Regions from separate parts of the Sus scrofa genome. Here region 2 is linked to region 1. The links are chromatin contacts, called in public Hi-C maps. All regions are on one chromosome and are shown on one strand. Each heading gives the region's core, a stretch centred on a gene start, on an enhancer-like site or on the middle of the called end of the contact. The rest is flanking DNA. Distances are from core to core; before and after follow the strand shown. Region 1 holds the start of LPCAT3 (lysophospholipid acyltransferase 5). Region 2 holds the start of C5H12orf57 (chromosome 5 open reading frame, human C12orf57).

Region 1 (7,586 bases), core at 1,406-3,905:
GTCAGGGATCGAACCCATAACCGCATGGTTCCTAGTCGGATTCATTTCCACTGTGCCACGACGGGATCTCTGTGATCAGCAAATTTTTAATGAATTAAAATAGGAGTTCCCATTGTGGTTCAGTGGGTTAAGAACCTGACATAGTGTCCGTGAGGATGCAGGTTCGATCCCTGGCCTTGAGTGGGCTAAAGATCTTATGTTGCTGAAAGCCGAGGTATAGGTCACACAGGCGGCTTGGATCTGGCACTGCTATGCTGTGATGCAGGCCAGCAGTTGCAGCTCCTATTCAACCCCTAGCCCAGGAACTTCCATATGCCACAGGAGTGGCCATAAAAAGAAAAAAAAAATAGATGAGAAATGATCAGAGAATACATACATAGCACTGCAGTATGTAGCGTGTGTGTGTAGTGTGAGTAGTATACACATTTGTTGTGTAGTGTATGAATATGTGAGTATAACAATGTGTTTCCTACAGTGGATCCTAGTTAATTAAAAAAAAAAAAGTTTGGAGCTACAGCCCTAGAGAAAGTTTCACTGTTGTTTAATGGAGAATGTCCACAACAGCAATGTTTGTAGTAAAAGACATACACAAATAAGAAACGATTCCAGTATTCCTCAACATGACCATGAAAAATTGTGAATAATCATACAGTGCAATTATTATATCACAGTTAAAATGATTGCATCAGAGCTACATGTAAGAATATGAATACCAGAGTTCCTGTCGTGGCTTGGTGGTTAACGAATCCAACTAGGAACCATGAGGTTGCAGGTTCGATCCTTGGCCTTGCTCAGTGGGTTAAGGATCCGGCCTTGCCGTGAGCTGTGGTGTAGGTTGCAGACTCAGCTCAGATCCCGCGTTGCTGTGGCTCTGGCATAGGCTGGTGGCTACAGCTCCGATTCGACCCCTAGCCTGGGAACCTCCATATGCCACAGAAGCAGCCCTAGAAATGGCAAAAAAAAAAAAAAAAAAAGAATGTGAATACCACTCAATAAAGATGTTAAGCATAAAAACAAGTAGCAAAATGATACATTCACTGTAATATTTTATAATATAAAGTTTAAAAGCATGCAAAACTATAATTGTTTCCAGATATAGACATTGTATAAAGCATCATAGTAGGCATGGGGTTGATAAGTACCAAAGTCAGCAAGATGGTGACTTCCAACAAGAGAAGGAGGGAAATGCCACAGGAAGAGATACATCAGGCTCTTCAGCTGTACATGTGATGTTTGTTTCTTAACCTGTGGGAAGTGATATTACTACTTTTTTTTTTTTTTTTTTTTTTTAGGGCCGTACTGGTGGCATACGGAGGTTCCCAGACTAGGGGCTGAATCGGATCTGCAGCTGCCGGGCTACACCACAGCCACAGCCATGCTTAATCCTTAATCCACTGAGCGAGGCCAGGGAGCGAACCCACTTCTTCATGAATCCTTGTCGGGCTTGTTAACTGCTGAGCCACCATGGGAACTCCAAGTTATATTATTCTTGACTTTTCTGAATATTTCTTATTTTTTATATTTTCTTCCCACAAAGGGGGAGGGAAGTGAAGTTTAACAGACTTGGGTTTCAGTTGTCCCTGCCACTTTCCTTAATTTCTCCAAGCCTCTGCATCTGTAAGAGGATATCATAATAATAAATATCCTGTTTCATAATCAATTAAGTGAACTACTGTGGATATCAGTGCTGCACAAAGTGTGAAGTGCTATAGCAGTGTAAGCGGTTAATTGTGCACCGATGCTCCACAAATTCCAGCTATTACTGGAAACTCTTGGTGTTCCTTTGTTACATACTCTCATAGGAACTTGTCCCTTTCCTTCAGGGACACTTCCCCTAGTTTGCAATTATAAGTCCAGGATCGCTTTATATTACCATCAATCCACACTCCATGGCATTGGGTCCAGCACTGGTCTTGGCACATTTTGTTATTCTAAGGTGTTTGTTGGTTTGTTTTGCTTTTTAGGGCTGCACTCCTGACATATGGAAGTTCCCAGGCTAGGAGCTGAATCAGAACTACAGCTGCTGGCCTACACCACAGCCACAGCAACGTCATATTCCAGCTGAGTCTGTGACCTACACCATAGCTCATCCCAACACCGGATTCTTAACCCACTTAGCAAGGCCAGGGATCAAACCGGCATCCTCACGGATACTAGTAAAATTCGTTTCCGCTGTGCCACAATGGGAACTCCACATTTTGCTTTTCTTATCTGAAATAGTGGTTACCTGTACAAAGTAAGAATGAGAAGCAAGGTGGGAAAAAAGGGCTTTTATTTTGTCCTCAGTTTCTACCCTCTTTGCTCTTTTACCTTGTACCTGTAATAGTGACAAACTAGTTCAATTTTTAATTAAAATAATGATTAAATCGGCATATCAATTTCATCCCTCGAGGTAACATTTTAATACAGGACGTAGCAGGAAATAGGAGCAGGCAAAGCCTGGGAGGGAAGGCGGCGGCGTATCTAACGGTTTAAGAACGGCCGGCGGCGCCGTTAGGAGGCGCTTGCGAGGCCGCCGCAGAAATTCCCGCCCTCCCGCTACATGCCCCAGTAACCCCGGCGCGCCGGCGACCGAGAGTAACCTCGCGGTCGGGTGACGGCACCCCCCCGCCCCGACTCTCGCCTGCTCCGTCTCAGCCAATAGGGAGGCAGTGCACGAGCCGGCCGGACACCAGCACGCCCCGACTCCTCCCCTGAGCTGCTGGAACTGAGTTGTACAGGCGCTGCTTCAGACTTTTCCAATCGCAGGTCTGGTTCCCTGTACCAAGCCCCGCCCCCGGCCTGCCCCGCGTTCATTCTGGCCAGAGTCACCTTTGCCTTACAACCGCTCAGCCCCGCCCCCTGCCTACCTTGCTGCGTGAGGCCCCGCCCCCTTCCCGGGCCGGCCAATGATCGGCTGAGTCTGAAGCCGCTGGGCGGGCCCACAGCCAATGCGCACGCCGTGGGCGGGCTCCGGGCCGGAATTGGGGGTGAAGCTCCAGCGTTGTGCCCACATTCGGGGCGCGCGGAGCCGAGGGGTCCCTGGGGGGCGCCCGGAGCTAAGATGGCGTCCGCAGCCGAGGGGGACGTGGGAGCGGTGGTGGAGCTGGCAGGAGTGCTGCGGTGGGTTCTCCAGGAGCTGAGCCTTAACAAGTTGGCGACGTCCCTGGGCGCGTCAGAACAGGCGCTGCGGCTCATCCTCTCCATCTTCCTAGGTAAGGACCCCTCGCGGAGTCCCCGGGGAACCGGGGCGTGACCTCCCCCTCTTCCCGGCCCCACCGGGAGGGCTGTGTGGGGTGCGAATGTGAATCCTAGAACACACCAACCAGCTCTGGAGAGGGATACAAGTCTAGTCTCGAGTCTGGGGGCGCTGTGCCCTCTGAACCTCTTCACCTTTCCCTTCGACCCCTACTGTACCCTTCTGGCCCCTCATTTGGCGCCACCACCCTCTCATCCTGCCATGCTCTATCCGGTGTCCCCACGACCTGTCCTTATTTGTCTCTCTTGAGTTCTACTCTCTGTCCATGTGTACTGCTGGTATTAATATCAACCCTCTCACACGCGCGCTTCTTATTGGCAGGTATAGGCCCCCTAACTTAGCTATTTTAGTCCTAAGGGCCCCCTCAGCCCCACGCTCCATACTTGCACATTCTGAATCTCTATTTTGTGCATTGCCAGCTTGTATTACACTTTCCTCTTTTTGTCCAGTTTCTCGTGTTTTCTTCTTATACCATATTGCTTTTTCTTTTCCTTAACCACCCACCTGTCATTTACCCTGGAATATCATTTTAGTACTGGGCTTGGGAAACAGGACTGGCAACCCCTTAAAAACTATCCATGCTACCCCAAGCGGTTGTTATCCACGTGGTTCAAAGGATGTGGTATATCTGAATTTATGTCACAACAGACTGTGTTATACCTGGTTTATAGGCTTTTTTATTGCATTCTTCCTCCATGGTTTTTTTAATACAAGGAAGCAGCATGACAATGAGGGGGGAAAAAAGTGTGTAGACTTAGAAGGCAAACGAATCAGATCCAGCCTTGCTGCTGCTTACAAACTGTGGGACCCCGGGCCAACCACATAACCTGTCTGAGTCTCAGTGTTCTTATTTATGAAATGAGGACAATAATGCCTATCTGATAGGATTGCTGTAAAGTCTTGTAGGAATTCAAAAGTTAGGAGCTGATTTGTCAATATTTGAGTAGTTGGAAGATTTTATGAAGGTTATGGGACTTTAGGAGAGCAGGGGTGGGAGGAATTTAGCAAACAAAACAGAGGGGCAAGAGCAGGTCTGCACTACAAGAAATTTGAGATAAAGTTGGGCAGATGTGGAAAGCCTTAAATGCCAGAAAGAAATTTGGAATTTATCCAGTAGTCAGTAGAGATGCTGACATTTAATATCATCTAAGGGTGTTAACTAGATCTAGATAATGGGAGAAGCATTAATTCATATTTAAACAACCTTGGGTAATATCACGTCCTTCACCTATTACACATCAAACCTAGACAATCTTCCTTTCTTCCAAATGAGGGTCACATTTTCTCTCCCTTATAGAATTGTAAAATTGTATTTTATTTTATTGCCTTTTAGCGCTGAACCCTCGGCATATGGAGGTTCCCAGGTTAGGGGTCCAATCGGAGCTACGGCAGCTGGCCTACACCGCAGCCACAGCAGCTCCGGATCCCCGACCTACTGAGCGAGGCCAGGGATCAAACCCACATCCTCATGGATACTAGTTAGATTCATTTCCACTGCACCACAACAGGAACTCCCTGTAAAATTTTAGAGGTAGAGGGGACTTTAACTTGTGTGACTTGCTTAGTGTCACCCAGATCTAACCCAGTTTATCAGTACCTCAGTCCAGGGTTCTTTGCACCACACCAGCTTTGAACTTCCTACTTCTTCACCCTTGTTTCTAACCTGGTTATTTCTTGGAGATTGTAGTTGACAATTAAGAGTGTTTACATTTCGGAGTTCCCTTGATGGCTCAGCAATTAACAAACCCGACTAGGATCCATGAGAATTCGGGTTCTGCCCTGGCCTCGCTCAGTGGGTTAAGGATCTGGAGTTGCCGAGAGCTGTGGTGTAGGTAGCAGGTGTGGTTCAGATCCGGAGTTGCTGTGGCTATGGCTCCAATTCGACCTCTAACCTGAGAACCTCCATATGTTCGAGTACGGCCCTAAAATAGAAAAAAAAAAAAAAGGCATTTACATTTTATTCATTAAGAAGCTCACTGTTGATTTCTCAACAATAAATTAAGACTGTAACACAAGTAACAAATTATAAGGGGTAGCCTGTTAAATGGAGTGGGGCCTGGAATTAGGACTTGGAATCTGTCCTTTCAGTGCTGACATAACAGCCTGTGCACTCCTGGTAGATTCCTGTATACTACAACAGTCCAGAAAGTTGTTTTCTCCATCTCTCTCTCTCTACTCTCATTCTCATTACCACCAGTCATCAAAGTAATAAACACTTGATATAATACCTCTCCCACACTCCTGAGCCCCCTTGCCCATTCTTCTGCCATTTCCCACATCCCCGCTTCCTATCTCACAGGTCCCACTGCCTTCAGTCACTCATAGTGTATCTGATTTTTAGATCAACACGGGGTTCACATTGCCTCAGAGCAGTCATGGGGTTGTATTTTCTAGGTTCAGGTTAAATACATACATACATAAGTTGATAGGCTTGACAAGGGCCTGGAAGAAAGGGTGCATTCTGGTTGTAAATATATTTCTCTTAGAAAGGTAACATCACTTCTGTGTATTGTAACCTAGAAACCAGCAGCCTTTCAGCAATAGAGTACCTGGTTCCTGAACCATCTCTCCTGGGGGACTGGGATCCTGGAGGAAGTCCTCGTTTGAGGTACCAAGAAGGCCTCCAGACCAAAATGACTTCTGCCTCCCTTTCTACGAGCGAGATTAATTTGGGTTAGAAACACCCAAATGCAGATACCCTGAGGGAAGGGTTAGGTATTCCATCCATTCACATTTTGAAGGGATAGTCAGAGTACTGTTTTAATTAATCTCATTACTGTTTTCTGAACATCTTACTTTCTGTGCTTAAGTTCTCTGTGCTGATCTTAAAAGTGATCAGATGGAGCATTAGCCTTCAAATATTATAAACTGAGACCCATGGTAAGAAATATGTTTGACATCATGACCCAGTATACACATGAGTGTATATGTATATTGGAAACAAAGGAAAGATTTATCATCCTGAGTATAGGCAAGTGTTGAGCTCTTTTCTCTTTTATTTTTCGGTGTTATTTATGACCCACTAAATTGATTTCATGACCCATTAATGGGTTACAACAAGTAGCTGAAAAATCCCGTGTTAGAGGCTGGAATTTTGACTATTCGATACTTGCAGGAAAAGGTAAACTTATGAACACTGCTGCACCAGGGTATTTTGAACAGGCAGAGGACTCTGTTCTAAAGGGGTGTGTGCATGTTTATCTCGCATCTGATTGCCAGGAGTTCGGTCGCAGATAAATTTTGCTGTGAGCGCTGGTGCTGGCAGATTGCTACTGGAAAACATCTTGCCTTCAACAACCTGAGTCTCATCGTGCCTCAGCATAATTAATAACGTGATTTCTTTGAGACAAACTCAGTGAAATGTACCTCCGTGGGGAAGGCACTGAATTGGACCCTGCAAAGGCAAGCGCAGCAGTGCAGTATGAGTAACAGGGCCAGGCCCCTCATGGTATGACGTACGCTCTGCTAGAGGGCAGGGAGTGGGCATGAGATAAGTATTCTCACCACCACAATAACAGGCAGAAATCTAAGTGCCCTAAGAGAGTTGCAGAGCTTCATGAGATTGAAAGATTGGAGCTCTAATGAACTTTGAAAGCCAAATACCTTTTCAGCAGACCAAGATGGGGAGCCGGAGGAATAGCATGAGCCAAAGCACCGAGACAGGGACGTGTGATGACACATTCAAGGAACAGGAGGTGGTCCAGGTGGCCTGAAGCAGGCCTTAAGTAGAGAAGTGGTGGAAAATAAGAGTGGAACTGGAGTAGGTTGTGACAGCCAAGGCAAGGGGTGTGTCCTTAGTCAAGTCAGCAGGAGGGAGCCACTGCAGATACTTGAAAGGGGAATGATGGCACTGGCACTGTCCTGGCAGACGGTACAGTGTAGAGTGGTTAGAAGTAGACACAGGTGGGAGGTTGGGGATCCAGTGAGAAGGAACAATGATCTAAATCATGACTTGGAGGCCAGGTAGTGGCACCGAGAAGGGAAGTTAAAGATCTCACTTGAGGAGTTCCCGTCGTGGCTCAGTGGTTAACAAATCTGACTAGGAACCATGAGGTTGCGGGTTCGATCCCTGGCCTCGATCAATGGGTTAAGGATCCGACATTGCCGTGAGCTGTGGTGTAGGTCACAGACGTGGCTCGCATTTGGCGTTGCTGTGGCTGTGGCATAGGCCGGCGGCTACAGCTCTGATTAGACTGCTAGCCTGGGAACCTCCATATGCTGCAGAAGCAGCCCTAGAAATGGCAAAAAAGACCAAAAAAAAAAAAAGGATCTCACGTGAGATGTTTTAGGAGTCCAGAATCTTTTGAAAGGTAGATCCTGGAATCACTTTTATCCACACAGCTGCTCA
Region 2 (7,586 bases), core at 2,187-4,686, 74 kb after region 1:
GTCAACCACTGCACCACAATGGGAACTCCTAACCTATTTTTTTTCATTGTCATAGTCATTTTTATATAAATATTCGCAGCTCATGTTACAGAATAAGCCCTACCAGGGAAAAAAGTCACTATTCAGTTTTGCTTAGTTTGTTTCCGCAGCAAGGCCTTTGCACGGGCCCCTTCCTCTGCTCAGAGCCGCTGAAGGCCAGTGCTTCCTCCTCACCCAGGGCTCAGCTCCCATGTCACCTCCTGGGGAAAGCCCTCCCTGACCAGTGATGCCACCGGCAACCCGACGTTTGCGAGCACGTGAAACTGTTTCATTTTCTGTGTAATCTGCAATTATCCTATTTAATGGTTCCTTGTACAGTCTGTGGCTTTCCTCTGGAGGGAAGCAAGGGGAGGGCCGGGACTGTGTCTGTCTCGTTTGCTACAGTATTGATAGCACCTTAAAAAGCACCTGGCATATACTGGATGCTCAACAGGTATCTGCTGAATGAACTGACGCACAGGTGTCAAGGGAAACCGAAGGACATTGGGAAGTTGAATGGGACCGGGGCGGGTGTGTGTGTGTGTGTGTGTGTGTGTGCTCGCGCGTGTGCGCTTTCTCGGGTCTACCTTTCAGATGTATAATGTTTTAAGTGAGTGGGCTACCCAGGGGGACAGGTCCTAAGCGTATGGCAGAAACAGGAGACCCGAAGGTGGAAGGAGAAATGCAACGGTGAGAATAAACACGTATCTGTCGGGGGGGGGGGGGGGGGGAGGGGGAGGGGAAGGGTGCTTGAAAAGGTGGGGGCAGAGGGCACGAATGAGCCTGGAGTCCCTGGCATCTTGTGGGGAGGGGGATGGGGGGAGGTAGTGCATAGGACGGAAAGCAGACCCCAGGCAGGGGGCAGGGGCAGGTGGCACTCTGGTCTCACGCCTATCAGGCGTGAGCAGGAACCCTGCCCCTCCCTCCCAAATGAACAGGGGACTGTGGTACCCAGGTGAAGCAGGGGACTTACCCACGGGACAACATCTCCCCAGAGGCCTGAGGAGTCACAGGCAGAAGGCCACAGGGGGTGGGGCGCAGGTGAGAAAGAACGCTCAGAACTCAGCCACTTCCCGCTGGATGGTGCCCGCCAGGCCAAAGGCACCGCAGGGCCAAGCCCCTGGACTAAAAATCCCCGGAAAAGGGGCAGGTGGGGCGGGGCTGGCCTCAGTCCGCCCTCGGCAGCTGCCTGTCCAGGGTTCGCCTTCCCTTGGGAGGGGAGGAGCCACCTGGAGCTCCACCTGGAGCCCAGCCAACTGAGCCGCGGGAGGCAGGGTGGGGGCGAAGACCAGGAAGTAATGCTGGCCGAGGGCACACCAACCAATGGGGGAGCCTCCCAGCGCCCAGAAGCCAAGGGGCCCCCCCGCAAAAGCCCAGGCAGCCCCACACAGAGGAGGCACCGCCGCCGCCGCCGCCGCCGCCGGGGCAGGCCCCCAGACCCAGGGTGGTGAGGGACCGGCCCATCCCTCCCCCGGCCATTGGAGCCTGTTGGCAGCCGGAGCACAGGAAGGATCTGGACAGGGAGCCAGAGCGGCCTGAAAGGCTGAGGGAACTGGGCCAGGATGTAGGGGTTGTCAGGGTCACAAAAGACTGACGCCAAGACTAAGACTGACGCCAAGACTAAGTCCCAGGCACATTTATTATCCTCCAGAACACCAAGGTCTTCCCTTCCCGGGCAGTGCCACGGGAGGGCCAACCTTCAGGAGGCGGCCACGCTGCCACCCGAAGCAGGTCCGTGGGGCGGCAGGGTCATGGGCGGCAGGAACAACGCCTTCAGCTTGCCAGACAGGCTGGCGATCTCAGGATCCTGAGCTTCGTAAGATTTGACCAAGCGGGCAAACTTAAGAACACCTGCAAGGGGAGCAGAACGTCAACCCTCACCCCCAGGGGCTGGAGGAGCCCAGGACAGCAGGAGGGGGCAGCCCGAGTCACTAGCTGCTGCCCACCCCACCCCCCGGCCAGATAGCTAGCTGTCTGCAAAACAAGACTCATGCAGGTCTTTGCCCTGTGTGGTCTGGATCAACCCCTTCCCAGTCTACACTGGACACAACTGGCTGGGATGCAGTGAATGAAAATATCTCAAAGCAGTGTGTTCACCCCTATCACGTGAACCATTTTAACAATTTAGTCACAAGAGCACAAAGGATGCACATCAACCAGATTGCCAGTCCATAGCCAGGACAGAAGAGAGCTCTGGGCCAGCAGGGCTGAATTAATAAACACCCGGTTCAATAAACTGAACAGCCAACCCCGAGAGATCAGCTGGAACTGCTTGGAGGGGCTGCAGAAAGTTGCTGTCATGCAGACATCTCACTAAAAGCTATCAAAACGGGGTTAGGTTTCAGCTCTGCTGTGACCTGCCAACTTGGTTTACTACTACAGTCTGTTTCCTCATCTTAAAATGGGATAGCAATATAATTAATGGTAACTACAAAATGCACTTAAGACTTCACCTGGCTCAAGTTCACAGTAGACCCTGGGTTCTAAGTGCCAATACTGTTAGATTGTGGCTGCCGCCATGTGGCGAGAAAGGGGACGACGGCTCAGGGACGCGACGATCCATCGCCCTCTCCTCCACCCAGGCTACCTTCACTCCCCAGTCCGACCTACCTTCCCCGTCGCAGCTGAAGCCATAGGCTTTGATAACCTCCTGCTGAATCTGCGTGGCCACGGGCAGCACGAATTGCAGCATCTTACCCATGTCGTTGCACGCGTTATCACGAGCCTCGTCCATGCGCACGGCGTTCTCCGGGGCCGAGAACGCTTGGATCACCTCCGCCAGGACCACTGTGCGAAGGATGCAGCACAGGGCATCGGAACAAAGGGCACAAGGAAGAGGGCAAGGGAATTACTGGCCTGAAGCCGTAATAACCGAATCACTCGGCCCCCAAATCCCCCGCTTTAAGAAGCAAGGACCCCTCTTTGAAGGAGGATGGTACCGCGCGCCCCCAGTTCCCGGCGAATGCAGTCACATCTCTCGCCTGTGATTTCCTGCCCGCACCCTCCTCGGGCAGGAAGCCCACCCGGCAACTACCCACCCGGCAACTAGGAGGATTCTCACCCTTGGCCTGTTCCGCGCTCAAAGCAGCGGCTTGGGCCGAGGCGGACGCCATAGGACAAAAGATGCACGTGCAGCGGCGCCACGGAAACACTCCAGAAAAGCGAACCTTCTCCTAGTGCAGCTTCCCAGGCGGGTGGGGGTGGAAGGGAAGCTGTATCAGCTGAAGCCGGAAGCTTACTGATGGAGTCCCAACCTCCCCGCGCCCTCGGAAACAGGTTGAGACCTCGGATATTTAACTAAGACCAGTCAATCAGACACCAACTCGCTTACACCCCAACTCTTTCTATTGTTGAATACACTCTGGATTAAGGGTTTTCCGGTACAAACCGGAAAACCTGCTGGACAAATTCTAAAAGAGCTGTACACTACGAGAGCACAGCTCTGGCGAGAAGGCGGCATATCCGCAAACTCCACTATTAGTGAGGGTGAGTTCCGACCAGCGTTTCCTAATTCCTATTGCTGTACAAACAACGAGGCACATTGTAACTTTTAGAGGTGAAAACAGAATTCTAAAGAACTCTCTTAAACATTCGTTTCTAGAGTTTGGGAACGTTTGATACGAGTCTATGCAAATTACTTGATGCCGATTGGCTGAGAGCGAAGCCAGTCACTCCCCTTTTTAAGAACCGAGACGGGGCCTCGCGGCAGTGAAGACTTGACGCTAAAGCGGCTTTCGCGCTCTCCTAAAATGGCCTGGTGTAGGGGTGTGCAGTAACGCCCTATAATTTCCCTTCCCTTCAGGGCGTTAGAAATTGTCACCCACTCCCTCCTCAAACCTTAGAGCGCTTAAGACTTCAGGGTTCCAATTGCTTTAACCTATTGCAGCCACGCCCCCGACCCTCCAATTCATCAGTTTCTAACTCTTCTACGTTAAGAATTCAGGTCTCTGGCGGCTCCTAGCTGCGGGCACGGTGACAGAAACCCGTCTAAGCGGTTTCCTGGAGCAAGTCAGGGGCTTGCCTGTCGTAGGCCATCAGCTTCGTGACTGCCCACCATTGGAAGGATGGGACTCCACTCCAGCGGAGCCAGGTCTCCAAGGCCCTGGGCTCTTCCAGCTCCCCTCTCCAACTCTCCGGGGTCTCTATCCACTTCCGGACTAGCCTCCGGTAGTCCGGTAGCTTTCTCTCTAGGCGCTGGGCCGCCGCTGCCCAGAGACCCACATCACCACCCCGGCCCCCCATACCCCACAAAGAAACAGCCACAGCCATCTTCCTGGGGAGTCGTGAGGATGTTTTTGTTTGGTTGGTTTTGTTTGGGATATTTTTTAAAGAGCATCATATAGATATTTATATATATAAATTATTAATGTGGGGGAGGGGCAGGGGCATACATCGCAGTGGGAGCGCGCACACGGGGACTGGGGAGGGGCAGGGCGGCACACGATGCTACGCAAAACAGCCACATCTAACAGATGAAATAATCACACCAACGGGGTGGGGGAGGGGCGGTGGCCGCGGGGACGGGGGCGGGGGCGGGGAGGGGGGGGAAAGCCGGGGGACAAGGGAGAGGGAGCGGTCCAAGAAACTGTGCGCTTTCTGCCCCCACCCCCTCCACCTCCCCACCTCCGCACGCACATCACAGGAGCCTTGGCCTTCCATCTGTCCCTTCCTTCCTCCCTCTAGCCCAGAAGCCCCAGGCCCTGGGGCTGAGCAGCACCCCCTCTCGGCTGGGTGGCAGGCGGGGAGGGAGGCCTCCAGAGTCCAGATGCAGGGGCCGCGGGTGCTCTCTTGGTCGCAGGTTCTACAGCGGCTTGTCGCTTTCCTTCTTCAGGTGACTGGGGGAAGAGGGGGTGCAGAACAGGGCCTGAGAGACTGAGACCCATCCTGACCCGACCTCTCTCACAGAGGATGGTGGGGGAGGGGTTCCCTGCCTCGGGGGCCTCACCCCATCCCAGACGGGCTAAGTAGCATCCCATTGGCCTGGCCTAGGGTGCCCTGTGGTACCTGTAGTAATCCTCCTGGGCAGGCAGCGGCACACTGTGCAGTGGGTGATGGGCGTGCAGCCACTGCTGCTGCTCCAGTGCCAAGCGCTGCAGCTCAGCGGACTGCGCGTGCATGGCCTGCAGCTGGTGAGCTGCTGACATTGGGGCAGAGAGGGAGGCTGGCAGGTCCCGGTAAGGAGCAGCTGTGGGCAGGAAGGGCAGGGGGCACATGACCGGCAGGGCCAGGAGGTAGCTGGCCCCTTGACACACAGAGGAAACAGACACTAAACAACTTATGTGACAGCCAGTCCTGCAGGAGCCCTTAGCCTGGCCCTAACCCTGCGCCCCTCTTGAGCAGGGCCTCAGCTCTCCTATTCCCATTCCCAGCTCCTCTGGACACCGCCTCACCTCTCCCCAAGTCCAGCAAGGCCAGTCCCACCGGCTAATTTCCTCCTTTCTGCCCTTCACTCAGAAATCCCCCCCACCCCCAACCCCCATCCTTACCAAAGAGCTGGTGACGAAGAACTTCGTTCTCGTGCAGAGGGTGAGGAAGAAGGGGGTTGGGGAGGGTCCCAGCTGGGTAGGGGATCCGGGTAAGGTGAGACCCTGAGGCCAGGGGGTCAATGAGAGGGTGCACCGAGGCAGAGGCTGGAGGGTAGAGAAGAGGAAGGTGTCACGAGAAGGCAAGTTTGGGGAAAACCATGCACTTGGGAGGGAAGGGATCCACACCTGGCAAGAGGGGTGGACATTCGAACACAGGGAGATCCAGGGCATTAAGGAGGCACCAAGGAGGAACCAGGGGCCTGGGAGATGGACAGGGCAAGACCCTACTGGAGTCAGGATGTAGGGATGGCAGGTGTCAGAGGGATCTGAGGAACAGGAAAAGGGGGGTGGGCTGCTTAGAGAAGGTGGAAGAGGACACGAAGTTTAGAAAACGAGACAGGGAGAGGAGAGCTTAAGAGAGAGAAAGCAACGGAGCCTGGAATGAATGTGACTCTGAGGCTAGATGGAGCAATGTTCTGATGAAAAGAGGTACTGTGAGGCGTTCCCGTCGTGGCTCAGTGGTGAACGAATCTGACTAAGAACCATAAGGTTGCAGGTTCGATCCCTGGCCTTGCTCAGTGGGGTAAGGATCTGGCGTTGCCATGAGCTGTGGTGTAGGTCGCAGATGTGGCTCAGATCCCGCGTTGCTGTGGCCCTGGTGTAGGCCGGTGGCTCCAGCTCCAATTGGACCCCTAGCCTGGGCACCTCCATGTGCCTCGGGAGCGGCCCTAGAAAAGGTGAAAAGACAAAAAAAAAAAAAGAAGTACTGTGAGAGAACAGTGAGAGAAGCTCACTGTCACCTATGATCCCACAACCAGAGCTATAGGACTCTTTCTGGAAGGTCACGGATCTTAAAGTGGAGAAGAACAGGAAACACGTCAGCCAGGAGACAATGGCAAGAAACAACCAGAGTTGAATCCAAGGTTTCAAGAAGATAGTTCTGTGAAGGGCTCAGGCTCAGGCCTCAAGGTCATGCTCCCTTAAAGGTTTCCACCTTGGGTCTCTGGGGGGTGGGTGGCAGACCTGAAGAGGACTGGGGTGTAGGGTAGGGTCTTCGTAGCACCACTAAGACAGGAGGAGACAGGCCGGGGAGGCAAGGACAGGGGCAGCCGTCTCAGGAGAGAGGCTTGTGCCAGAGGTGGGGAGGGACATCCCCGCCTGAGGAACAGAAGGGCCCCATCACTTGCCAAGGGGCAAGGTGGCCTCACAGGGCCAGGGCCAGGGAACTGGAGCCTCACCTGCGTGGATGGCATCCTGCTGGTGGAGGTGCAGGTGAGAGTGGATGTGGGAGTGCTGGTGGTGATGGGGGGTCACATTAAGCATCTGCAGCCGGGCCAGCGGGTCGTTGCCCAGGGCGGCTACCCTTTCCGCGTGCTGCCTCTCAGCTGCCAGACGCTCAGCGTAGGACATGTCAGGGCGCAGGGCTGGCCCAGCTGCGAGCGCTAGACGTTCTCTTTCCAGCGGCCCCAGACTCGGATGGAAGGGGAAAGGGTGCAAGCCAGGTGGACCAGGCTGCAGAGCCAGGCCCCCGTGTCGGGGGAAGGGATCCAGGCCTGGCCCAGGGACCCCGTGTAGGGGTTCCAGCTCACTGGGCTTCACCTCGAAGCCAGGCTTGAGGCGGTCGCGCAGATCTCGTTCACGGGCTTCCCGCTCCCTCTCCCGGGCCGCTGGGTCACTGCTGTACAGGGCCGGGACATTGTAACCCAGGAGCCCCGGGTCCACTGCCCCCAGGGGCACGTAGAATGGATGGTTGCGATTGCCAGGAGACATGACGTGGGGCCGGGCGTATTCACTGAGGGTGCGCAGGGCTGGAGTGTCGGGACCCAGGTAGGGGGGCACTGTAGCCACAGCACTGCCCGGCTCAAATGGAGGGCGATGGGGTACCGGGCCGAGAGATGGGCATTCCACTGGAGCACGGCCCTCCTGAGCCAACTTCTGTTGGATAGAGGGAGCATCGGGGTCAAAAGGGCAGGTGGGGAAGAGATGGCCGGTCCTGACCCTCAGCTGACCACTTGTCTCAGGCTAAAGCCTCAACTTGTAACT

What was found. A called contact is a pair of places that touch in the nucleus more often than the background predicts.
Region 2: a contact with region 1 is called in a Hi-C map of skeletal muscle, with 5 times the contacts expected there. The contact joins the promoter of C5H12orf57 here to the promoter of LPCAT3 in region 1. A contact is called at or near these places in 2 of 5 promoter capture datasets (both in liver), 6 of 47 Hi-C or Micro-C datasets (alveolar macrophages, blood, heart right ventricle and 2 more) and 2 of 2 datasets of contacts at active chromatin or transcription factors (alveolar macrophages and skeletal muscle).

The regions. Positions count from the first base shown.
Region 1 is chr5:63,705,019-63,712,604 of Sscrofa11.1, forward strand. LPCAT3 (lysophospholipid acyltransferase 5) reads left to right here and starts at 2,656. Exons shown (of 13, transcript XM_003355593.5): 1 at 2,656-3,194. The coding sequence starts at 3,044.
Region 2 is chr5:63,777,871-63,785,456 of Sscrofa11.1, forward strand. C5H12orf57 (chromosome 5 open reading frame, human C12orf57) reads right to left here and starts at 3,437. Exons shown (of 3, transcript NM_001243445.1): 1 at 3,080-3,437; 2 at 2,629-2,805; 3 at 1,640-1,869. The coding sequence starts at 3,131. The coding sequence ends at 1,718. ATN1 (atrophin-1) reads right to left here. Exons shown (of 10, transcript XM_003126540.5): 7 at 6,782-7,478; 8 at 5,505-5,648; 9 at 5,023-5,203; 10 at 4,294-4,853. The coding sequence ends at 4,820. PTPN6 (tyrosine-protein phosphatase non-receptor type 6) reads right to left here and starts at 1,216. Exons shown (of 16, transcript XM_005652593.2): 1 at 992-1,216. The coding sequence starts at 1,005.